Regions from separate parts of the Cricetulus griseus genome. Here region 2 is linked to region 1. A link is a contact called in public Hi-C data. All regions are on one chromosome and are shown on one strand. Each heading gives the region's core, a stretch centred on a gene start, on an enhancer-like site or on the middle of the called end of the contact. The rest is flanking DNA. Distances are from core to core; before and after follow the strand shown.

Evidence for each region. Hi-C and Micro-C count contacts between places; a contact is called where the count stands out from the background.
Region 2: a Hi-C map of the CHO-K1 cell line shows a contact between it and region 1, with 6 times the contacts expected there. The contact joins two enhancer-like sites. A contact is called at or near these places in 6 of 8 Hi-C or Micro-C datasets (the CHK-Q cell line, the CHL-YN cell line, the CHO-K1 cell line and 2 more).

Annotation. Positions count from the first base shown.
Region 1 is chr7:60,358,376-60,364,803 of CriGri-PICRH-1.0, forward strand. No RefSeq gene overlaps it. Among named protein-coding and RNA genes, the nearest start is that of Clint1, 43 kb to the right of the region's middle. Within about 2 kb of position 2,151, at least 1 of the 6 cell types and tissues checked has open chromatin away from gene starts, as enhancers often do.
Region 2 is chr7:60,427,865-60,434,292 of CriGri-PICRH-1.0, forward strand. All of the region lies in intron 1 of Clint1 (clathrin interactor 1), which reads left to right. Among named protein-coding and RNA genes, the nearest start is that of Clint1, 26 kb to the left of the region's middle. Within about 2 kb of position 2,782, at least 1 of the 6 cell types and tissues checked has open chromatin away from gene starts, as enhancers often do.

The DNA.
Region 1 (6,428 bases), core at 901-3,400:
TCTTTCCCCAAAATAGTATAGAAAAACTTCATCCTACTTTATACCATATTAAAGAAGAAGAAAAAACCCACAATCAAGTCAAGTGAGGTGGTATACATTGTGATCCCAGCACTCAAGAAATGGAGGCCTGTTTGTAGACAAGTAAACAAGCAGACAGAGTAATGGGAAATACATTCTCTATAATAAGAAAACAAAGAGCCTAATTATAAAATAAGCACAATAGGGGCTGGGGAGCTTACTCAGACAGCAAAGTGCATGTGCATGTGCATGCCATGCAAACCCATGTTCGGATCCCAACATCCACATAAAAAGTTGGTCATAGTGGTCCAAACCTACCATCCTAGTGCTGGAGAGGCAAAGATGGGAAAACACTTGAACTTATTGTGAGTTCCAGGCTTAGTGAGAGGCCTTGGATGGATGGATGGATAGATAGATAGATAGATAGATAGATAGATAGATAGATAGATAGATGGAAAGCAATTGAGAAAGACACCTGACACTGACTTCTGTCACACATGTACCCTCACACACTCATATACCATACACAAAATATAATATTTAATAAAATGAAGACATTACATCAAAAAAAAAGACAGCAAATAAGCACACAAAGATGTGCTGCAGTCACTAACTACAGAAGAGTAAATTGGGACACAAAGAGCTGTCCTCACCAGACCCTCTGAACAGCCAGACACCAGGCTGGCGATACCAAGCACTGGTGAATATGTATCACATAAAACATGTGTGCCATGTAGATGAACATGCAAAATGGTAGAACCTCTTCAAAAATACTTTGCAAACTTCATTTAAAAAGTGAAATACACACCCATCTTACAATAATTTCTCCATTCCTCTCTTACATCCATGAAACTTTACATTCACACAAGGACTTATATACAATGTTCACAGTAGCTTCCTTGGAATACCTCAACACTGGAAATAATCCTATTTTCCCTCAACTAATAGATAAACTGGAAACCCATCTAATAAACTACTGTTTAATAATGAAAAGGAACCATTATCAACACATACAACATGAATGAGTCTCAAAATTATTATGAGTAAAAGAAGCCACATAGTACCACATGATTCATTTGTGTGAAGCCCTTACTCTCTTCCTCTGACGTTACAAGTTCGTCTCTTGAGTATATTTTAGGTAAACATTTACAAATATTTTCACAGGCCTGCAACTTTTTCTTTAACTTAGTTTATAGTGTTTGGTTAGGTTTTATTTTCTTTTTATTATATCATCCTGTTTTGTAATAAAAATTTTCAATATATAGTATTCCACTGTAAGGCCTTAGAGGTAATGTCAGTCTACAAACCTGGGAGTTCCTTATATAGTGTCATATGCCTGCAATTCCAGCATCCAGGAGGCAGGAGGATAAAAAAATTGCAGGCCAGACTGAAGAAAGGAAGGAAGGGAGGGAGGGAGGAAGGGAGGGAGGAGGGAAGGAGGAAGGGAGGGAGGGAGGGAGGGAGGAGGGAGGGAGGGAGGGAGGGAGGAAACAGATTGATTGATTGATTCAAGTCATCCTTGACTACACAGTGAGGTGAAAGCCAAAGTGGGATACATGAGATCCTGTCTCAAAAAAAAAAATTTTTTTTAAGGCAAACAAAAAAGTTGAAAGGGGGAAGCATAGTTGAGTAAGCAGTAAGAACAATAATCCATAAGCCACACCCAAACAAAATGATGAATATAAGAAAATGGAGAAATGGTCTTGGGGAGAGTGACATAGGGAATTAAAAGAAGTATAAAATAAAAAGCTTCAGAGGTTGAAGGGGAATAAAAGGTGATTCTGTGTAACAGGCCCAGTACCAATACACAGACTTTCATGTTTTATTTTTAAAAAATATAACATAGGATCCTTCTATGTATCCCAGGCTGGCCTGGAACTGAGCCTTGTCCTGCATCAGCCTCCACAGTGCTGAGATTTGGGGCATGCATCAACACAAGAGACCCTATCATGTCATCTTTAAGGTGTGAGTCTTGCTATTGGATCCCTAGGCCAGAAGCCGAATTCTGTGGGTTCAACAGTGAACCAGGCTCAGTTGCTAACTGCAACTCATCTGATCAAATGATAAACAGCCCCAGTGAAGCAAGAAGGGATTGTATTCAGTGTAGTCATCCTGGGGAGGGACATGAGGACACAGAGTTCCGTGCTGCAGTCTTCAGCATGCTGATAAGGAGTCAGGCTTCTGAGGAGGAGAACATCCTTGTGGTCAGGAAAGCCTCAGAGTCAAACCGTCCTTCAAACTGTGGGCTGGTTCGACCTTATCTCAGGATGTTTCTGCTGAGACTCCAGTCTCATCTGCAATGAGCCAGTAGCTGCTGCCTGGGGACAGTTTCCTCCCATCACAAGACATTTACTGTTGTTCCTGGAATGTAAGATAGCTACAGGAAAGAATGACTCAGAGAAGGGACAACCCAGACCAGCAAGAAGTCAGATGGGCAAGATGGAGTCAGAAAGGCTTTCTGTTTAAGGCCAATGCCTGGCAGTTTCCACTAATCTGGAAGAAGGCTTCAACATTGAAAGTTGATAATCTACTGAATGTGGTAACAGCCTTAGGCTGGAATTGGGGAAGGGAGGGTTGCCACTTTTAGATTAAATATGCCCTAGTGAAGTGTCAAGCAGGACTCTAACCTAAAGTTCAAGGCAGCCAAACACACACATGGGAATGAAGACAGAGAGGCCCAGCTTTTTAGTCACCCATCAGACACCTATGGACCAAGTAAAGAGTAAGCACTTTTTATCAAAAGCAGCCTAGTCCCTGTTTCAGTTCCACTAGCTTGTTTGCAGTGGACTGTAATAAATTGTTGGGAACAATAAAGAGAAAGTAAAGCCACACAAGGCAAGCTTTCTTCTTGTCCTTCTCCCAAGTGTGCTCAGCTTCTCTAAACAGACAGGAAACAAAAATCTAATTGAAGGAAAAAGTCACCCCCAACACCCTGCTTTGAACACCCAATTATTAATCTTCCACCACCACTCACTGGGTGCACCCAGCCCAGTCCCGACCCAAACTCTACCCTTCCGTCCAACCTCCTACCCTATCTACAAAAACTCTCAGCCTCCCACTCTGCCCATGGTCACTCAACCTGTTCCTTAATAGCCCCTGTTATCCGCAAGCATCTCTTCATGGAGGTACAACATGCTGCTCATAGTCACAGGACTGAGCCCTTTCCTTATTACAATGCCAGCCCCTGGCCACCATAGCCACTGCCCAGAAATATCTGATGAACAACTGGCAAGATGACAACCTCATGGTAACTTCTGAGTCTGACTTCCAAAGGGTCCGTGGAGATCTTGGAGGAACAGAGTTTCTTTTCCTTTGATGCTTATCTGACTCAGTCCTTCATCATTTATGGAAGGACACTGCTTGCATAGGTGTCATCCTACATTGCCTTGCCTGATTTGGGTTTGTGACTAATTCTCACTTCACCATCTTATATTTTAACTGGTTCTACTTCCTCTTACTTGAGGCCAGTAATGCTCCCTGGTGAGGATGTGAGGACTGACTGACAGTGGGATGGACTTGTCATGAGGACTAGAATTGAAAAGCCAATCGTATGAGAGAAATAAAGCCGGCATGAAGTAGTTGATAATGTGAGAGCATTCATACATCCTAATCTTAACTAGGGGGAAACTTTGCACACACACCATCCCAGTAGACTCCCTTAGTCTATAGAGTACATTCAGATCAATTTATACTTATAGAAATCTTGTTGCTTCCCTGAGATTCAAATTTGATTAAGCACCCCCTATTTTTATTTGTTAAATTGGCAGCCTTACCCCCAGGGGACATGTGACAATATCTGGACAGGTTTTTCACTGCTGAAATCAACTGATCTCTAGTAAATAAAGGCCAAAGACACTGCAAGGTAGAGTCATCTCAGAGTAATCTAGCCCCAAGTATTAGTAACACCACTATCAAGGAACTCTGTTTTAAGTGAGGGGGTGGTACTGATCTATGATCCCAGCATTCAGGAATGTGAGGCAGGATTGGGGGCACAGCAGGGCAGGGTCATAGCTCAGTGTTAGGGCACTTGTTTTGCATGTGTGAGGTCCTGGGTTCTAACCTCAGTAGGGCAAACACACAAACCCCAATCAGATCATAAAAGAAACTAGTTATATTGAAGTTGGGTGTGATAACACATGCTGGTAATTTCAACACTTGTGTGGCAGAAGAGAAGGAACTAGAGGCTGCAACAGCAAGATGAACATCTAAAGAAGCAAGTACACAGAGAAACATGAAGCCTTCCCCTACCTGGGAGTCACAAAAGAAATGCAGTGTGCTCAGGCCAGCTATATAGCTGGGTGCCATTCAATGAACAGAGCATGCCCGAGAAAAGCCCTTGCCATGCAAACAGAAGAGGTGGTGCAATAGAAATGTCCTATGATTAGGCTCTACACCTCATGGGCCAATGCTATTCAGACTTTTTCTCTTCACTCACTAGCCCACTTCTGGTCTGGACAGTGATTTCCCTTTCTTAATAAACTGTATTTCTGTTTCTAAACACACGTGTCCTTGGTTCAACTAGGCCCTGTCCTGAGACACAAGAGCCTGGAATAAGATCCCTCTTAACTCAGACCTGCAGCCCAGCACTAAGCATGTTTCTTCTTTTCCCTCTTTGGCTAAAAGCTCAAGCACGCTTGCCCTGGCACTCTGGACTCAATCAGCATTGTCCGAAAGCCCCTCCTCTATCTACCACACAGCTTTCTGCAGACTTCTATTGCTGAACTTGCCAGCTTTCTTATACCCTAACTCAAAAAGGCACGACTTCCTCTGCTCCTCTTCTCGCTCACCTGCCTCCAGCAGCTGCTGACACTTACGTACACTTATCTACACAGACACTTTTCTCTCAATTTCTAATTGTCCCCAGACTCCCTTCTGTGTCTGTTTCAAAATCCTTGTATTCATGAGACTAAGAACCTGAAAGGAGCCCAAACTTCCCTTTGCACTTGGTGGGTAGAAGGAGGAAGATCAGCCACTCGGAGTCATCCTTGACTACATAGCAAGCTGAGACCAGCCTGGGCTACATTAGACCCTGTTCCCAAAAAAGGGAGGAGGAGGAGGAGAGAGTGAAGGATAAAAGCTGAAAAGGGGGAGGAAAAGCAACAACAGCAATGATGACAACAGGACGGTGACAAGTGTGAAGAGAGAGCCTGGGCTACATAGCAAGACACTGCAGAGTGTCCAGTATCCAGTTAGGTATATAACTAGCTAGACACTTGTCCCCACCCCTGCCATCAAAAATCAAGTGTCATTAAAATAGTACTGGAGGATAAATGCTCTTCTATATACCCATAGGACTCTCAACCACCCCACCCCCATCGCCTTTGAAAACATGTTTACAAAGTTTAAATCTACAAACTACTGAAAACTAGAGCATTCCAGGGGACTCTTGGGGTAGGGGGACATTCTTTTGTACTTGTTATTTGTTTTGCAGTATGGGGGTAGAAAACAGGGGCCTTGCACATGCAGTGCAAAATTGCCCCCATTGAGTTCTAGGCCCAGTTTAAAACCATTATTTTATCATGACGAAACACCACCACCACCCTCCCAGGGGCAGCTATGATAAAACGCTCATTTCATTTGGTAGAGGGAACTCAGAAATATTAGAGGATATTCCAGGCTTCCACCCTAAGAAGGAATGAAAACAATTGCTAAACACAGTGCACTCCCAGCAAAGCCACCTCCCCATGCTCAGCTCTCCGAAGAAGTCTATTGCAGAGGAAAGGGGGTGTGTGCGTGTGTGTCTGTCTGTCTGTATGCCTGTATGCATGTCTGTGTGTGTGCGTGGGCCTTTGTGTGTGTGTGTGTGTGTGTGTGTGTGTCTGTGTGTGTCTGTGTGTCTGTGTGTCTGTGTGTGTGTGCCTGTGTGTGTGTGGGGGGGTGCCTGTGTGTGTGTGGGGGGGTGCCTGTGCTTGTCTATATGTGTGTTTTCCAGAGAAGATCAAAAGTTTTCACAACTGATTAGCATCCAGAAAGCAACAGCCTGTTTTAACCTTGAGATGCAAATCGTCAAAGATTATCAAGGGATCTGAAGGGCTGGCGGATTTGATGGAAGATCAAATTCTCAGCATTTCTAGGGCAATTAGTTTCACATGCAAAGTCACCAGAATGGGCTGCCCACTCTACCCACAGTAAAGCCCTGATAAGACTCAGGAGGTTTACAAACTTCAGACTAATTGGCCAGCACCCACCCAGCAGGGTTCGTTATCCTTAGCCCCAGTTCTTAGAACAGAGAAAGTGGACAGGGATTATTTCTTGCTCTACTTCTAAAAGACCGGCCTCTTAAATATTTCTCTGCTTCAGATCACTAGACTTAAGCTCCAGGTACCATGGGTAGGTATTGTGCTGCTAACTATTCACAGTTCTGGGAAGAAAAGGTCTACAATGGAATCCAGTCTCCTTGCAGACTTCTC
Region 2 (6,428 bases), core at 1,532-4,031, 70 kb after region 1:
GGAAAAGTCATCCCTATTAGAAATTAGGTAATAAAAGTAAGAGTAGTGAGGTGAAAATGTGTTTGATGGTTTGAAGAAAACACTTGTGTTTGCAACGGTCATACTAAAATGGGTTTAGGGACACTCAAATAAGCTGTTAAGGAAAGAAATGTTTGAGGAATGTACAGTTTGGGGCCCTGGGATGAACCGTTAGGCTACACAAGTCTCTGAGAAGCCGTACAGTTGGGAAGTTTCTCTGCACCCCACGCTGCCTAGTCCCCCCAAAGTACCCTCTTCTCAGGGAGCACCTGCCATCAGTCCCCAGGGACAATGTTCACAGAACTTGTTTAGACTAATCTTCAAAGTTACTGAGAAACATAAAAGTTTTTAAAAAGCAGAAAACAGAGAAGTGACTTGGGGTTGTGACCATCATCCCTAGGGACTAGTGTCCTAGTGACAGCCAGATGTTCTAGCCAAAGGATGAGAGCAGGTGTCCATCTTCAGATGGGGCACTGCTGAACCAGGGAGCCGGAGTGATGCCCAGCACAGTTATGTCTGTCCAGCTGTCCAGCACTTGGATAGAAAATGGGGCAAAGTCTTGATACTGTTTTTCCTCTTTTTTTTTTTATTTAAATAATACTAAACGTTTTAAAGTGCCCATCTCCCGTCATCCCACTCAGCTCATTGGCATCTTGTTTTGTTTGGAGTTTTGATTCTTTTGAGTTTTTTTCCTCCATGTGTATATGTTTTATGTAGTTGTTAAAAAGCATAATTTAGTTACTTTTTATTCTACTTCTTGTGTATAATTTATTCTGTTTTGCTAGTCATGAGCATCTTGATCTTTCAGCCCTTGCTGGCATGGTGCCTTTCTGGAAAATAGTACCTCTGCCATGTCATGAGACAAGCTTTGTAGTAATGTCTCTTCTGTAAGTTTGCCTAAGTCTTAAAGGCAGCACCCCTCCTAGGAAGTGAGCAGAATTCCACACAAACCAGTAAGACCCAATGACTATCCAGATATTTCCTAGTATAATTTACGTCTTTGGAAAGGAAACTTGGTTTTATGGTACTTCTAAGACCCCCCCTTATTCAGCCACACACCACATGGAGTAATGACATAGACATTGGTTTGGATGTTTTAAGAGCTCAGAACTCTGATACTTGGGGTGTGGGTTAGTTGTGGTGGGGATTGAACCCAGGACCTTGTTCTGTACCACCAAACCACACTGGCAGCTATTATTTTGTAAACTGCTAACTAACTATTTTGTAAAAATTGAGTTTCACTTTGGGATGTGTAGATTACATATCTGTATCCGTTGTGGGTGTGAGTGCAGTTGCCCACTGAGTCCAAAAGAGAATGTCAGTACCCTGAGTTACAAGTAGTTGTGAGTTACCGGAAGAGGGTGATGGAGAGCCATCTCTCCAGCTCTCTGCTAATTATTTGTTTTTGAGATAGTCAGGATTAGGCATCACATGTATTATGGCCTTCCTGATGAGGGACTTCATAGTCAGTTTCTCTGTCTTTGTGATTAGTTACTTGACAGACATCCCAGACAGGAAGGGACTCTTTGGCTCAGTAGTGCGAGCCCATTGTGGCAAGGAGGAGATGGAGCACAGAGCTTCACATTATAGCACCAGTAGAGACAGAGGACCTTCCCCACCAACTGACTTCTTCCAGAGAGACCTTATCTCCTGTAGTTTCCAGAACCTCTGATAATACTGCCACCAGCAGGGTCCAGGCTTTTGACAGATGAGCCAGTAGGGTGTTTGATATTCAATCTATACAAAGTCATTTAGGCTGAAAACTCAACCTAAAAACAGTAAGTGGTATCAGAAAACTCGGCTAACTGCCTGCACATACTGTTTGATTAATAGTGATATACAGGGACTTTTTAAATGAGGAAACTGAGGCATGCCAGTGATTGGTTTATTTAGAGATCCTAACAGTAGGTATGCACCATAGACATAAATTCACACCCTAGTAACTTACAATCTCTGTAAATTTCTGTATTGGCTGTAGATGAAGTGGCTTAATGAAAACACATACAAATACAGTATATCCTCTTTTACTGTAGCTTTGTGTTGTGGAGTTGTTCCTGAAGCCAAGGCCCACATTAAGTCTGAGAATAGGCTACTGTCGGGTAGCTTGTTTTGCTTAGTGCTGCTCACCTCTGGAGTGTAAGGAAAGGGAAGTGGTGTCTTCCTACAGCTCATGGTTTAGTTGCTGACACTAGGATATTTTTCTTGGCTTGTCCCATTCATGTCATTTTCTTTGCACATCTGTTTCATAAATTACTCAAGGATTTTCCTGAAAACTTGCCAGATTAAATCACCATCAGCAACAATAAGAAAGTTGGTGCCTTGTAAAAACAGGACAGCTTTAGATGGAGAGATGAACAAACTGGTATTTATGAATCTCAGAAATGTGTACATGAGTTTGGTTAGTGTTGCCTCCTCCACATTGACACAGAATAGTGGGAATTTTCCTGGAGTGTTAAGTATGTGATCATTGAAGCAGGGGAACAGATACTTCCTTAGTGTACACATTAAAATTACAGGGTTTCAGAATGCTTCTCCCTCCCTCTCTTCCTCCCTCCCTCCCTCCCTCCCTGACAGCATCTTACAATGTGTAATCCAGGCTGGCTTCTCAGCTGTTGGTGCTGGAATTACAGACATAGGTCAACATGCCCAGCTTGCAATGCTTATTTTTTTTTTTTACTCTTGGAGGCTTTAGAGAAAGACAATTTAGAACCAGAAGAGAACTTATTGGGTGGTGTTATGCATCAGTGTCCGCAGTGGCTGTTAACAGATGATTCCTTGACATTGATTAACTCTTGATGAGTCTAAAGTGCAGTGGTTCCCTATTAGACTTGTGTTCAAAGTTTTCATTTTTAATAAACAACTGCAAAGTTTGTAACAGAAACAGTTCATACTTCTGTCATGCCCCAGATCTGCTGTGTGTGGTTGGTTACCGGTCTCATTTAGCTCAGTTTCTTACTACTGTGTGCCACCTCACAGTTCAGGGTGATCTCTAACGTGGAGGCCTTGGGGGAAACTGTCTCAGTCACCTCTGGGGGCTGAGAGATGGCTCAGCTGTTAAGAGCACCTGCGCCTGCCTGCAGGGAACTTGAGTTATCCTGGATCCAGTGCCTCTTCTGGCCTCAGTGAGTGTGCTTGCTCAGATACATACACAAGGTTTTTGTCAGCTCTGTAGAGTCAGTGAGTGACGTGTACTGCCCACAAAAATGTCTTGTTTTGACAAATAAAAATGCAAGTGGCTGTAAATATTGGCCACTCTGTAGTAAGAAAATAGTATTTACAGCCTACTCCTAGGTCTCTGTAGACATGGCTTCATTCAGACTGAAGGTACCCAATCTTCATCTATCAAGTGTGTTAGGGCTTTGTCTTGAAAGTTTTTCTCACTTTTTCTCACTTTGAGTATATTGTTAGGGATCCCCTGGTGGAAAGAGGAGCCTGCTTCTGCAAGTTGTCCTCTGACCTCCGTGTGTGACACAGAGAGAGTACAGGCATAAGAGAGGAGAAAAATTACTTTCATCTCTTAAAGAAAATAAATAAAGATTTATTGGCCAGGCAGTGGTGGTGCACACCTTTAATCCCAAGCACAAGGAAGGCAGAGGCAGGCTGATTTCTGTGAGTTCCAGGCCAGCCTGGTCTACCCAGCGAGTTCCAGGACAGCCAGTGCCACACAGATGTGAGACCCTGTCTTGAAAAACAACAACAACAACAACAAAAAGATTTATTATTTGTTCATATGTATGTCTTAGTACTTCAAAAAGTTAATCAGGTCTGGAGTTACAGGAGCTTGGTGAATATCCTACCCACCATAGTGCTGGGAACTGAACTCTGGTCCTCTCTGAAAGAGCAGAAAGTGCTATTAACCTTCGAGTCATCTTTTTAGATTCCATTTTTCTTCTTTATCAGATACTTTGTATTTAATATATGCTAAAAAAATTCAGTAGCTGAGAGTCTATCTTTAAATGTGATTTCAACATTAAGTTCTGTAGCAGTATGGTGCCTGTACTTGATGTCTTCTTGTGTTAATTAGGGTGCTGTAACATTTAAAGACATTATCTGAGACAGGTCTTATAGCATAGCCCAGCTGCAGTATTGATCCTGATCCTGCTGCCTCTGTCTCCAAAGTATGGGTGTTGCAGGAGTGTAACCCAGCCTCACATTGGTATTTATCAGGGAGCATAACTGTCTCACAAACCTTCATTACCAAAATGTCCTTTTGAAGTTCTTCTGGCATAGACGTTTAAGAGGTGGCTTAGATGTAGACTTAATTTTCAATTCCTGTTTTAGAAATACTATTCCAGTTGTAGGTATTTAAATTTGTACAATGGCTTATTCACATACCACTGGGTAGATAGCACTTATTGAAGCACTTACTATCCAGATAAAGGAACATTGGAAGTGCCGGCAATATCCCAGTTGCTCATACTAATGTTTCTAACCTATAAAATAATTAAAATGTAGCCAACTGTGAGTGACACAGAATTTGATGTGCATTTTAGTAACATTTTATAGTTTTTCTTGGTTAGAGTAAAATAATGCTCGTGGAGATGAATCGGGAAAATCTGAGTCGGTGTGAAGAAAATACTATTGCTGGGAACTGAGTTATTGGGTCTGTTTCTGGCTGTCTTTCTGTCTTAAGCTTGTATATTTGAATTTGACAGATCATTTAGAGGTCTCAATATTTCATGATCTTGGGGTGAGCAAAGTTGTAAGCTTAGACTAAAAGGGTGATGCCTGGAAGACACAAACCCATCTGACCCCATTTGGGAAAAGAGAGAGTGAGAAAAGTACTTGGTACCACATCATTCCTTCATTCACAATTTATACTTTTTCTTGGTGTGTATTTTTAGTAAAGTATGTTCTTGACAATATCTTGCAGAATATCAGCAAGATGGGAGTATGCAAGGTTTTGTTGTTGCCACTCATTTTTCCCTAATGGTTTTCCTGAACATGGATCAGAAACAGCTGTAAGCAAAAGTCCTGTATTAGTGTTTCCTTTGGGTAGCTTTGTCTCTATAACCTGGGCACGGACTAAGCAGGGAACATAAGTTGATTTTTTTACTCTTACTGGGTGATGAAGTAAGGGTGAAATGGGGAATGAAGAGCAGCAGGGCCACTCTTTGCAGACAGACTCTGCAACATCATTGCCTTCTAAGAAGGGTGGTGGTGATACTTGTCCTATTCTTTTCACCTCTTTAAGAGCTTTGTAAATTCACAGTTTGAGCCCAGATTGCTACAAGCACAGAAACTACTTGATTGACAGTTGCCCAGGTCCTGGGAAGCTATTCCCCTCTCCAGCTTAGTCAAATTCAGACCTTTCTCTAGAGTTTGCATGTCCGAGCACTGGTTAGAGGGCCCCCTCTAGTGACTGAAATAGTCAGGGACATAAGTCTCTGTCAGTCCTGGGAAGATTTAGAATTAAGCTACCTGGATGTAAAGTTGTTTTTAATTTTCATATTTGAAGGGAATTGTTTTCCATTTTTAAAGTGTTGCTGATGTTAAGAATAGGTCCAAGATAGAGAGTATCCAATTAATGAAGGGTCAACATTGCTGTTTTTGCCTTTTTAGAAATTAGTGCTTTTAAACATCATGGAATGAGACAGTATTCTTTGTTTTGTTTTAGTTACCGTTGTTTCTGAGTTAGTGAAACTTAAAAAAAAATGTTTCTTTTTTGCTCATTTTTGAAAGTAGCAGTTTTATTGGAAAATAGCTTTAAAACAATGTTCATGTGGGAAGTGTTAGGTTTTCGCTGTTATAGTAACATCATACATCCTTGTGTGGATGTCTTTTATAGCCAACAGTATGTTTTAATAGCCTCCATTGTTTTTCAGCTAAGGAAATGAGGAAATTCTAAATTGCTGGCTCTTTGCCACCTCTCCTAAACACACACCACTCCAGCATGCAGGCCTTCAGCTAAGAGCCTTTGAAGGGTTCTCATTTGACCCACAGGCTTTGTAGCTTGAACAAGGAAAGTAGTGTTGTGAGAGCCTCAGCCATGCTGAATGCTCTGCTGAAAATATTTTACGTGCATGAGTGCAGACTCCTTCATCTTTTAGCGGAAATCTCTCGTGTAATGAGATGCAAGGCGGATTATAATCCTAATTGGTATTGTTCATTTTCCCAGCTGCTTTTGGATGCTTTTAACTGCCCACAACCATGCAGTCTTCAACTAACAGGATAAACAAAAGTGGTGTGAAATCTATTGTTTTGTGTCATCTTACATTGCAGATATAGTTTGTGGAACACTACTATTTATTCATAAATTGTTGTCAACAGAATCATCACTGCAATTTTAGGGAAATTTATTAATAGTCTTCAAGGGCAGCAGGAGTTATGGGTCCTTGAGGAAATAACTTCTGGGTCACATTATCACACGAGCAGTGCAATCAGAGGAAATGTCCCAGGATTTAAGAGAA